Linked DNA regions of Mus musculus: region 1 is linked to region 2. The links are chromatin contacts, called in public promoter capture Hi-C maps. All regions are on one chromosome and are shown on one strand. The core of a region is the stretch at or near the end of the contact, and the rest is flanking DNA. Distances in the headings are between cores, read along the strand shown.

Region 1 (6,253 bases), core at 260-2,759, 2.9 Mb before region 2:
TTTCAGTGGTCTAGTGAACTAGACTCAGTATTCCTTCAGACTGTACTGGAAAACTGTCCTGTCAGATTTCCCCATACCAGAGGTTGTGCGACCATACGCCTTTAGATGGTACAGGTACATGACAGGAGAGAGGGGCTAGTACAACCCGTGTCAAGATGAAGAGATGCCAGAAAGCAGCCCTCTTATTACTCACAAATCCTGCCCAGGGACTAGAGGACATCAAAACTCAAAAAAGCATGCACAGAGTCTTGAACCATGGGATCTAACACATCTCTACTATTAGTTTTCCTCTTAGGAGAGAAGTTGATAATGACACAGTGATTTTGAGTAAGGCCATTTCTCCTGAGTCACCATGTTAATTACTGTACTTCCACACCACTTCCTAGTTTAGTCTGAGGTTTTCTGTCACTAAACACTAGTAGTTGCTTTGTTGAATAATTCAAAACAAAGGCTACCTTCCATACCTCAACAGCTAAGATAAAACAAATTTGAATTTATATGCAGTAGGTGTTAAGTTTTTATCTCATTACCAAGGTTCGGAGGGCAGTAAGGTCTTAAGTGTTGTGCAACCAATGACCTTAACCCACAAAAACTAGCTGTCAGTCCTACTGAACAGAACATTTAGTTTATGTAAGGGACAGAGCATTAGTACTCTATCTTGGGTTAGACGGGCCGTAAGCTGGGGTTGGGTTAAAGAACTGTCTCCATTCCTCTACGTCTCAAGTGCCTTTTCTTATGGAGAAGGGCTGAAATTCTGCAGGCTGCCACAACAGTACAGCGCTCCGTGACCTTGGGACAACAATGGCTTACTGGTTCTTAGAAGTCACGTTAAACTAGTGTGTGAGCAGCTCTTGAGAAGGGCGAATGCTTTGCATAGAAACTAAACTCCCACGATCAGTGAAGAATCTGTACTACTTTAATATCAAGGTAGCGACCCTCTTGGAGCTCGCCTTTGTGGCCAGATGACTCCCTGGGGGACCCGCCCGGAACCTATGGCTTCACCTAGTCGTGAGCTGGCGCCATTCCCCAGATCCCCCGGGAAGGGCTCGTCCAGACGCAAAAGAAGCGAGGAAGAAACCTTTTTACAAGGCTGGCCGTGGCGGGCCTCGGCTATAACCCCAGCTCTCAGGAGGAAGCTGAGGGATGCCCGCGAGTTCCAGGTCAGCCTGCGTTTCAGTGTGAGACGCAGCTCTCCCCACGCCCGGAAGCCCTCGCCTAAGGCATACTTCACCACCAGCAGGTCTGGGGTCCAGACGACAGCTTGCTCAGACCGCCTCACTCCAGCGCTTTGCGGCACCACGGCCGTAAATGCTCCGACCGTCTGCCGGAAGTGGGCGGAGCTGAGAGGCGGGGGTGGGCTCAGGGCGGGACTACAGGCAGCAGTGTATGGGACTCGAGGCCGCTTTCTTTGCTGGGGCGGGGCATCAGGCGGAAATGGGCGGGATTAGGTAAAAGCCGCGATGTGGGCGTACCTTATGTGGGAAGTGTGGCTTGTGTAACCAGTCTACGACTTGGGCAGTACTCACCGGAAGACTACAGTGCGATTGCGCAGGTTGTCCTTCGCAAAACACTGGGAGTTGTGAGTGGGCGTGGCCTGTCGTCTTGACAACCGTGAGCGTTCCTGCTCTGCAGAGTTCACTTATCCCTAAGCAAAGTTCCTGCTTCTGTCATGGTAAGCCAGGAAAGTGAGGGAGACAGGAAAGGGGCAAGTGCGGATTCCACTTCAGCGCTGTCGAGGGAGGGCAGGCAGACAGGGGCAGTGCGATCCAGAGGTGGCGAGATCCAGATCTTTGCAGTGACTAAACTTTACTAGCTTCCGGTGATGTACATTCCCACTTTGGCTCTGACTGCCTTGTCAGAAAAGTTTTCATTCCAACGCAGAACAATATGGAGCAAATTTCGTGTGTTGTTTCCCATTCTCCATCAAGAGATCATCAATTATCACACTCGTTGAGGGGAGATTCAGAGTGCATTATTTGTGTTTGCTGGCTGGAAGCCAGAGACACACAAAGGAGAATATTACAGCCCTCCGGCTCTGTCAGTTAAGCAGAATATCAGACACAAGCTTTACCAAGGTAACAGCTGGTGTATCTAAAGCGGAGTAATCAAGCTATTAAGGGTAGGAGAGAAGAAAAGATTGGTGCTTTTCAGTCTCTTTTAAGATATAAGTATGTATTTTCTGTAAGTGGTGGGAAGAAATGGGTAGTGAAGGCCTCCCCTGGCAAGACCCCCAATGGGTCATCAGCCAAGTTAAGACTGCTGGCAAATTACAAGAACAAGCACGTATTTGCTACATCGAAAGGTGGATTTAATTTCTTTTTCCTATCTACATAGCACTGTTTCTCAAAGACTTCCAAGCCATTTGGGGGAATATTTAAAATGTAGATTCCAGGAGGTTGCAGCTTCAAACCTAACTGTATCATGGGGCTTCCAGGAAACAAAGTACCATAAACATGTTTGCTTAAACAGTAGAAACTGCTTACCTCACCATTCTGGAGACTGAACATCTGGGGTCAGGGTGTCAGCATGGGGGCAGGGATTTATTCAGATCTCTCTTCTACTTCTAAATAGTTCTTTAGTGTGTAGCAGTGTAAACTCATTTTTTTCATACGATGCTTATTTTCTTCATGAGGGTCTGTATCCAAGATTCCTCTTTGTAACCTGTACCAGCCATATTGAGCCAGAGGCCTGTCCAGTTCCAGTATCAGCTCTTCTTAATTGGGTGAAATAATTACAGACCCTTTTCATAAGCAGGTCAAACGCTAACACACAAGAAGTTAAGATTTTAGTATATGAATTTGAAAATGCATAATTCAACCCCACAATCTAAGGAAGTATACAATTCAGGAAGGGAAGCAACTATACTGTAAGTCCAAGAGGACAAATTTCTCAAAAAGCTTGTCAGGAAGTCCTTTGCCACTTGAACGTTGAAAAGTTTTACTACTGATGGCTCTTATGTTTATGTGAAGGATAAAGATAGGACTTTCCCCACACCTGTTTCATGTTAGAAATACTAGTGAGGGATAAAAATGTGCCCATCATCTTTAGGATATGCTCTTTGAGGAGGATATTTACATAGCCTACCATACAGTATTTGTTTCAAGATGGAAATATGTTAACAATGTGTCAGGGAATACTACAGCCAGGATAAAAATTATTTGTAAAAATCACATGAGAGCAAAGCCTCCCTCGTTGCTCTCTCCCTGATGAATATTTATGGAGAGAATTTCTGAAATGTGTGCACCTTGCAGGAAGATGTCGTCTAAATCTCATTTACTGTGTGCCAAATTTGGCACTGGCATTTTAGAATGATGTTCCCATGGCTCGAACCAGCCCTTCCTATGTGCAGCTCTTCAGATATGTAAACTGTGTAATTTACACTCAGACGGCCTCTTACAGGTTCTTTACCAGAGAGCTGATGGGCACACAGGCCTTCTCAGGAGTTTACGAATAGCATCACGGGAAATACCTGTACTTGTAAATCAGTATTGAAGGACAGAGCTTTCCAAAAAGAGCAGACTGACTGTAAATCATGTGGCTGGGCAGTCTTCACTTCATCGTTAATTGGCAAACTTGAAGAAACTGATTCTCTCCCCATTTTTAAAAAAAAATACTATCAATCTTATGTAATAGAAAGGTTTCTTTTAGACAGCCGCTACATCTGCAAATTTGAAATAGTATCAATAGTCAGTAATGCGTGGAGATTTAGGGCATCTTTTCAACCAGTCCTTTTTTAGCTTGCTCTCCTATCACAGACTCATTGATATAGGAAATTGTATTGACTAACTCAAAAAGATGCTTCGTGAGAAATCTTGTGGGTTTTCTTGCCTGTGTTTTCAGTTTGTTCTGACTTCTTTTTATAGTATTTTTTCAGTTTAAGGTAGCCAAAGAGTCACAGAAAAGTTGCAATGGAGGCACAAAGGAAATTCCCTCGGGCTCTTCTCTAGCTTCTCCTAATTAATGTATTTTGTGATGCTCTGTTGAAAGTATCTGAATACTGTTTTAAAATGTGTCAATTCTTTTGTTTTCCAACTTTTTAGGCTCCCAAATCAAAAAAGGTATGTAGAAATTATGTTTTCAAAATAAATAGTTTTATGATCATACTGTACAAATGAATATCTTTTGGAATTTTATAATAATTTTCTAGTTAGTTATAGTTTATCGAATTTGCTACTCACCTTTTAGATAATAATGTTATTTACATCATTGGATAATTCTTCATAGTTACAGATGTGTTTCCCATTTGATGGTATTTCTAGTTTGAAAACATATAGATTGCATTTAGTGCTGACCGGTGTCTGGCTATGAGGCTTCACCTTTTTCTTCTACTGTAGAATATGTTAGGTTAGTCCTTCCTTTTCTCTATTTCAGATAAACATAAGCCATAGTTACAGTCCTCCTGTGACTAAAACAGGACCTTCAGCTAGCACACTTGTGGTTTTCTGCTTTTGTTTGTACAGTGTAGAAACTGAGGTTGAATAAAGGAGATACTACCCATATGTCTGGGATATCTTTTTCTCCTCTTTGCTTTGTAGATTGATAACTTTAAAGCAGATATTTTAATCTCCTAATTACAGGTCATATTTAGCCTACCAACAGATTATGTTTTACTTGAAAAAAATTTCTTTCTTTCTTTTTTTTATGTCAGTTCTTAAAGTGTGCCATAGTATCTCACACTTGTAATCCCAGCTTGTAGGAGGTTAAAGTAGGGAGATCATGAGTTTTAGGCCAGCTTGGGCCCAAAACAACAACAAAACCCCTCATACATGGCCAGTCGAGTCCCCTCCCAAAAGTGTAATAACACAATTAAGCAATTACCAAAGACATTTGATTTGCTCTGGTCATGACATATGGAAAACGATCACATTGGTCCTGAGGTCCTATAAAGCAGCGTCCGTAGAGTTCAGCAGAAGCCACCTGCAGGAGCGTAAAAGGCACGTTGATCTTTCCACCGTCCTGTCTGTGCTCAGAAACTGGTCTCTGTTGCCTCCCCGACCACAGCAGAGGCTTTTTGTTTTGTTTTTTAATCTCAGTGGTCTGTTCTCCATAAATCCCACCACCCTCTCTTGAAAAATCATTACATTCAGCCCTCCTAATCTATGGTTTCTGCATCCATGGATTAAAGCGGACATAGAATTGTCTCAGAATAATGACCAGAATGCTGGACATGGTGGTGCTTTCTTGTGATCCCAGGGGCAGAAGGACCACAAGTTCTAATGCAGCCTCGGCTACACAGTGGCCTTACAACAACAACAACAACAACAACAACAACAACGAGAATGGGTGTTAGAGAGATGGTACTGTGGTTAAGAGCACTTGCTGCTCTTGAAGAGGACCTGGTTCCCAGCATCCACATGGTGGCTCTCAATTGTATGACTCTAGTTCCAGGGGATCCAACACTTCTGTGAGCACCAGGCATACCTTCAGACAAACACTCATTCACATACAAGTTTTTAAATAAATGTGGTAATACAGAGCATGTCCCGTGTGTCTCGGAAAGCCAGAAGAAACACCTTGGAATGTTTGGGTGATAAAGATTTGTAAAATCACAACTGCAGTGAATATGTCAGACTTTACCATGAAGCAATTCCTGAACAGTAAATATGGCTGCTGCCAAGGTCCGGAATGGTAGAGTTTAATGTGTAAGAGAGGATATATGTAGGTTGCCTGCAAATACTGTGGCGTTATGTATGGGTTTGAGTATGTGGGATTTGCCTTGCCTAGGGTCCTGTAACTAGTGTCTAGGGCACGCTAAGGAGTCACTGTCTGCTCTGTGGGTTCTCAACACATCTGCAAATATGCTTTGGTTGTAAGTCTTGGATCATATTGCATATGTACATGTTTGAGTTTATAGACATGTCAAGGCACACAACGTGCTGGCCAGAGGACTACTTGCAGGAATCTGGTCTTTCTTCCTAGCATGTGAGCCCTGGGGATTGAACTGAGATTGTCAGCCTTGGCAGCAAGTGCCTTTACCTCCTGAGCCACCTTCCTGGCCTGCTGTTATTTACTTTCAGCCTGTGAGCTATTTATGATCAGGAGCGTGTCATCTGGGGATTGAACCCAGGGCCTTGTGTACACCAGGCAAATCCTCTACCGCTAAGTTGAAGTCTCCAGCCCATATCACATTTATTTTTGTGTCCGTAACATTTAGTGCAGTGCTGATCTATTATGGAAATTGAATCAATGTTTGTTGAATAAATGTGTGGAAGCCCCTGAATTCTAGTCAAGCCATTTGGGCTCTTGATAGTTC
Region 2 (6,025 bases), core at 830-3,329:
AGTAACTATCTAATATACATTGAACAATTGAACATGTAGACTTTTAATGGAAAAAAAGCTTCAGACTTCTCAAGACAGAACAAATTCAACACACAGTTCAAAGGGAACTGTGTCACATCTTCCGCCGAGCCTCTCACCTGTCTGAAGTTTGTAACGGCTTTGATAACAGGAGAGGCTGTGACTAGGAGAATGTCTTCCTCTGGGAAACTGACAGCCAGCTGAGTTTTAAGGAGAAAGGACAGGAGAGAGAACATCAGGCATTACTGAGTAAATGATGCTGTCATGGTGCTATGGCACTGTAAGTAATAAACCGTCAGTGTCTCACATGTAAAATCGTGTTATTCTGAGTGTTAGCCACAGTGCCACAGCACTGGTGATGGTAAACCCTTACAGTGATAAGATGAACAGTACAGTCACGATAAAGGAGAACAAAGACCTAAAACCACTACAGCAGTATCTTTGGCCGACTTATTCCATATACCAGTTTAAAGCTATACAGCCAATTACAGACTGCTTACTTACTTCCATTCATTTTAAAGTAGTGTTTTTACTTGCCTTCGCTGAGGATAAAATTAAAGCAAGGCTGCGATATGAGACAGAATCTCAGCATCACTCTTCCCATGGCCCTCACACTCCCTCTCTGACTAGTACATACTCAGGGAAGACAGAGCCATTTGAACCTTAGCTTAACAAAACACAAAGACTTAACATGCAGCAGTTTCACGATTTCTACCTTTTCCCTACACTCCGGAGGGGGGTGGTCGTTTGCTCATCTTGGATTCTGTTCCACTGCCTGTCCCATGTCCCTGCTCATGTCCCACGAAGCTCAGCACCCTCAACCCCACGCCCTCAGGCCATACAACAGTCCTGTGACTCAACCTATTTGAATGTCCTATATCTGACCACTCTCTGCCTTTGTTTCCTCTTCATATTCTGTAATCTATCTTGTACATTTCTTGTTGGATCAAGTTCTCAAAACTTAATACTCCTGAGAACTATCTACAGGTTAGCTTCCTGCTTCACACAGCTGTCGACCATTTGCCCTTAACACACACACTGTAGCTAATCAAATTTACAAAGCTTTCACCCCTAACTCGAAACCATCTATTTGCAGACTTTCATTAAACACAGCAAGTCGTATCAACCTATGTGGTCTGAACTCTGGCAGTCTTCCTTGCTTCTGTCTCTTATCAGCTTCTCTGCTTGCAATTTAAGTCATGCTTTCTTCCCATGAAGGCTACACTGTGGAGTATGTTTTTCTTCTCTATTTGGTAATCTTTACACATTAAGAGAAGTTAATTACCCCTTACCTTAATTCACTCCTACCAGTAACTCCTAAGATTAAGGTAACACAGTGATGACGTGACTTGGAATATGAACTCTTTGATGGATAAACAGGAGCTGCACCACCCAAGTTTAACAACTCAAAAAACACTTCCTGCTACTATTTCTGGTGACTTCAGCGGTTGGTGATCGCAACAAAATAGTTCTTTTCTGTAATACGCACATGTAAACACATCTGATTCATTTGTTTATCATGATTAGAATTTCCTCATCTGTAGTCCTTTGCCCCAAACTTCTGCTAGACATGAAATTTTATCTTTGGAGTTCAAGGTAACGTTGAAATTATTTATTAACGTCGTGGCACTTATCAAGAAACTAAATTTCATGTGTGAAGGAAATCTGAAAAGTGGGAGAATTTTCTGTCCAAACGCCAAGGTCTCCTGCCCACTGGCACACTATTCCACCCGGAGTCTGGTTCGATTTTGGATTCCTAGCTAATTAGGCACTGTCTACTCCTGGCCCCAAACGCTACAACGGGGCTCTGCGCAGCCTCCCCACCAGCGGCGCCGCCGAGTGGGCGTGGGGAAAAGCCGGAAGAGCGACCCGCGAAGCGGTGCCGCCCGCCGCAATCTCCCGTAACCACGACAACAGGGTCCAGAAGGGGCGGAGCACGCGCCCACGAACCTGCTCGGCACACGTGACGCCAGCGATGCCACCTCCTACCACCACGAATGTCCCTGCCGGTCGCGGGGCCTCCATAGTTCCCCGGGGGCTGGCGGCAGACTGAACACTGGTGAAAGTTCCAGCTATTTTCTACCCGGAAGAGACGCTGCCCACAAATCACTTCCGGCGCTCGGGCCATTGACATTGGACTACGGGTGCCCGGAAGCTCACACTTAGTCCGTATGAGTATTTCCCACGTGTTTTGCGTTTGAAAATCTGGAGGCAGACTTTCCGGCTGTTACCACGCCCACATCTTGAACTCTGGTTGCCCCTGCCTTAGGGGACTTTCATGCGAGCCTCTTCTTATTCTGTAGGGGAAGAACTCGAATCCTCTGGAATAGTCTCGATTGCTGCCCTTCACATAGCAATGGGATATTGTGAAAACTCATTCTTTTTGTTTTTGTTTTTGTTTTTTGCGAGACAGGGTTTCTCTGTATAGCCCTGGCTGTCCTGGAACTCACTTTGTAGACCAGGCTGGCCTCGAACTCAGAAATCCGCCTGCCTCTGCCTCCCGAGTCCTGGGATTAAAGGCGTGCGCCACCATGCCCGGCCTTTGAAAACTCATTCTTTATGACATCTTTATGACAATCAAATACTGTTGAATAGTTGAAGAAGTTAGCCTCTAACTTCCAATTCTGAGCTCAGTAAAAATGTACAGGTGCAAAAACATAGCATTTCTTAACAGTTATAGTTTCCTAGTGTTCATTTGCCTGAGGAATGGCGTTCAGAAATGGCTGAGTTGTTTTCACCTCTTTCCTCTGCAGTATCCTCTCTTACCTTGCTGTTAATCTTTGTGCCCTTGTGGATTGTCTCGCTTGGCGGTTTGATTTTAATATTAAGGCCTTTTTTAATCGTCTCTGTCTAACACTGGTATTTATTGATGCCTCTTTAATTCTTTAAACTCTGAGGATGGCCAATCTGGGTAACAGGGACTCTATATCTCATTATAGATATACACTGCTTCATCGTTTTACAGGAGACCATTTGCTCCTCAGCTTTGAATGACACCGCTGCTTTCTTTCTTTTCTTAGCACACACAACGTCAGCTTTTTGCAACTCCTTTCCCTCAATAAGCTGCCGCTCCTCATCAATAACTTTAATAACTGTAAAATGGAGAAAGGAGTTGCCTCTATGTAGCCCAAAAACATCTTATGAGTTTAAACCTACCCTGCTTTACTTCATCCCAACTACACCAAAGTCGTAAGCTCCTTGACACGACCCCAGCTACTATTTCTGGTGACTTCAGTGGTTGGTGATCTCAGTAAAATAGTTCTATTTGTAATACCCACATGTAAACACACCTGATTCATTTGTTTATCATAGTTAGAACTTCTGTTGGACATGTTACTCATCAACATAAATAGAAATATTAACTAATATTCAAACTGTATCCATTCACCATTTGCTGTTTTACTTTAGAACATAAAAAAAAAACAATAACAAAACAGTGAAGGGATGGTCAAGAATAAAAAGAATAAGTAGGCCTTTTGGACTTTAAAGCGAAACAGCAAAAAAGTATTTTAAATATATGACATATTTAAATGACACATATATATCATCTATCTATCACCTACCTAGTATCTTAAATATATATATATATATATATATATATATATATATTTATATATATATATGATCTTCATAGGCACCGCACACACATGACACACAGGCATGCATTCAGGCAAAACACTCATATGCAAAATATAAAAACAGTCTTTGTAAAAATAAAAGCATACTTGTAGCTGGGCAGTGGTGGCACACGCCTTTAATCCTAGCACTTGGGATAAAGAGGCAGGCAGATTTCTGAGTTCAAGGCCAGGCTGGTCTACAGACAGGTCTTCCAGGACAGCCAGGGCTACACAGAGAAATCGTTTCGAAAAACCAAAAAAAAAAGTATATTGGTATGCTGCTAAAGAAAATCCCTCAATTTGTATTATCTTATGTGTATGGATGTTTTGCATATATATAAAATTATTAATATCATGTGCATGCAGTACCAGCAGAGGCCAGAAGAGGGCATTTGCTTGCCTGAAATTGGAGATGATTCTGAGCTGCCATGTGGGTTCTGGATGCTCTGGAAGAACAGCTAGTGTTCCAAACCTACTGAGCTATCTCTCCAGATCTTTGTTAGTTTTCTTAAGAAGTACACATGCTCAGTTGTTTAATACATACCCCTAAAAATGAATAAATATTAAAAAATAAAAGTATTTTAGTTAGAAAAATATGTGTTGAGAGGAATAAATGAGAACAAAACATATAATAACATGTAATAATATACCATTTTTTGTATTATTTTTATGCTAACCAAAAATTAATAAAATCTATAAATCTATAAAAAACAAAATAGAAAGTATGATATAGGCGACCAATATTGGGTTGGTAAATTTTAACATAAAAATGCATCCAAGAATATAGATGTATATGTGTGCATAGGCTGTCTCTGATTCCATTGCCTTGCATTGGATCCCCTTCCCCTACCTGGACTGCCTGAATGGGCCTCAGTGGGAGAGGAGGTGCTTAGTGGTACCCAGGGGAAGCGTACCCCTCCCTAAGGAGAAGGTGGTTGGGTAACTGGGGTGGGGAGACTTGTAAGGGCAGCACTGGGAAGAGAGGAGGGAAGGGGCTGTAACTGGGATGTAAGGTGAATCAAAAAATAAATTATGGACAGAAAAAAAAAGAGAAGGCAATGCCTTCCTAAGATTGGGCTGTAGCTAAGCCTGTAGGGCATTTTCTTAGTTGGTGTTCCATGCCTTCCACCCCTTGTAGATGTTGCTATTCTCTGGCTGACAGTGCTGGGTTTTGTAAGAAAGCAGGCTGAGTAAGCCATGAAGAGCAAGCCAGTAAGCAGCACCCCTCCATGACCTCTGCATCAGCTCCTGCCTCCACATTCCTGCCCTACTTGAGTTTTTGTCCTGACTTCTTTAGCTGATCAAGACAATTCTCCAAGCAGTTCTTTCTTGCTATTCTAAAAAATTATCTGGATAGCTCATCTCTTGCAGATCACAAGCCCAGTCTTTTATTTTACACAACAATCCAGTCATTTACACCAGGTCCCCCTTTGATTGTCCTATGAATCAGCCTCTCATGACCCCAGCCCTTTGATTCTTAGGGGACAGCAAGAACACATACTTTTTTTTTTTTTTAACATTGCAAAGGAATTCTGCCCACCTCTTATAAGCACAGACAATAGACTGGTTAGGTGGGAACCCACCCTGAAATTACTATTTCTACCACACCTAGACCTAACATTGCCATGTCCCCAGCCCTAAACTCAGGAAACTGCCTGCCCTTGTAAGCATAAACAAAATCTTAGGTGGGTGGGATCTCCTGCTATCACCACTCCCTAAATCTTTTCATATTCTTCCTTAATATCTTTCTGACAAGGTGGCTGACAGCAAAACTGCTTTTGTTCCTTTAGATTTGTGAATCCCCCAATATAATTCATATTGCACCCTTACATTTTACATAGTTGAGAAAAAAAATATATATATAGATTTGAATATATATTTGAACTCATGCTGTCCTGAAGGTTCTAGCAGTCTATCATTTTGCTGAGGCATTAGTCACACTTTCGCCTCTAGACTCAGGCCACCTCTGATTATCTCAGAGTCATTAATGCTGACAGGGAGGACATACCTTGAAGGATGAATGCGAAAATATGTACATTATTATACAAAGAAGCCATGGACACTCGTGGATGCCTATGCCTTGTTGGCCCCGTTCCATAGCCAGCAACCATGTCATTCCACCCTTACCAACGCCATGCTGGACTTGTCAGACAACTTCTAAGTTTCTACTACTAAACTCATCTTAGGTGTAGGGCATGGAGGCTAATCCCCCAGCCTCCACCGACTAAGTGCTGGGATTATAGGTATTCTTAAAATTTGTAATTCTTAAAAACTTAATAACTTTTATTTATATGTATGCATGCCCATATGTGCAGCATGTGTGTGCAGTGCTTGCGGAAGCCACAGGAGGATGTCATGTCCCCTGGAGCTTGTTGTGAGTCACCTGATGT

What was found. Promoter capture Hi-C pulls out the DNA fragments that hold promoters and counts their contacts.
Region 1: a contact with region 2 is called in a promoter capture Hi-C map of liver, with 8 times the contacts expected there. The contact joins the promoter of Casc1 here to the promoter of Pyroxd1 in region 2. A contact is called at or near these places in 2 of 39 promoter capture datasets (hippocampal neurons and liver) and 1 of 115 datasets of contacts at active chromatin or transcription factors (astrocytes).

Annotation. Positions count from the first base shown.
Region 1 is chr6:145,206,226-145,212,478 of GRCm38.p6, reverse strand. Casc1 (cancer susceptibility candidate 1) reads left to right here and starts at 1,509. Exons shown (of 16, transcript NM_177222.4): 1 at 1,509-1,672; 2 at 4,041-4,058. The coding sequence starts at 1,670. It overlaps Etfrf1 (electron transfer flavoprotein regulatory factor 1), which reads right to left and starts at 1,332. Exons shown (of 3, transcript NM_133688.3): 1 at 1,227-1,332.
Region 2 is chr6:142,341,751-142,347,775 of GRCm38.p6, reverse strand. It overlaps Pyroxd1 (pyridine nucleotide-disulphide oxidoreductase domain 1), which reads right to left and starts at 2,079. Exons shown (of 12, transcript NM_183165.3): 1 at 1,969-2,079; 2 at 138-218. The coding sequence starts at 2,043.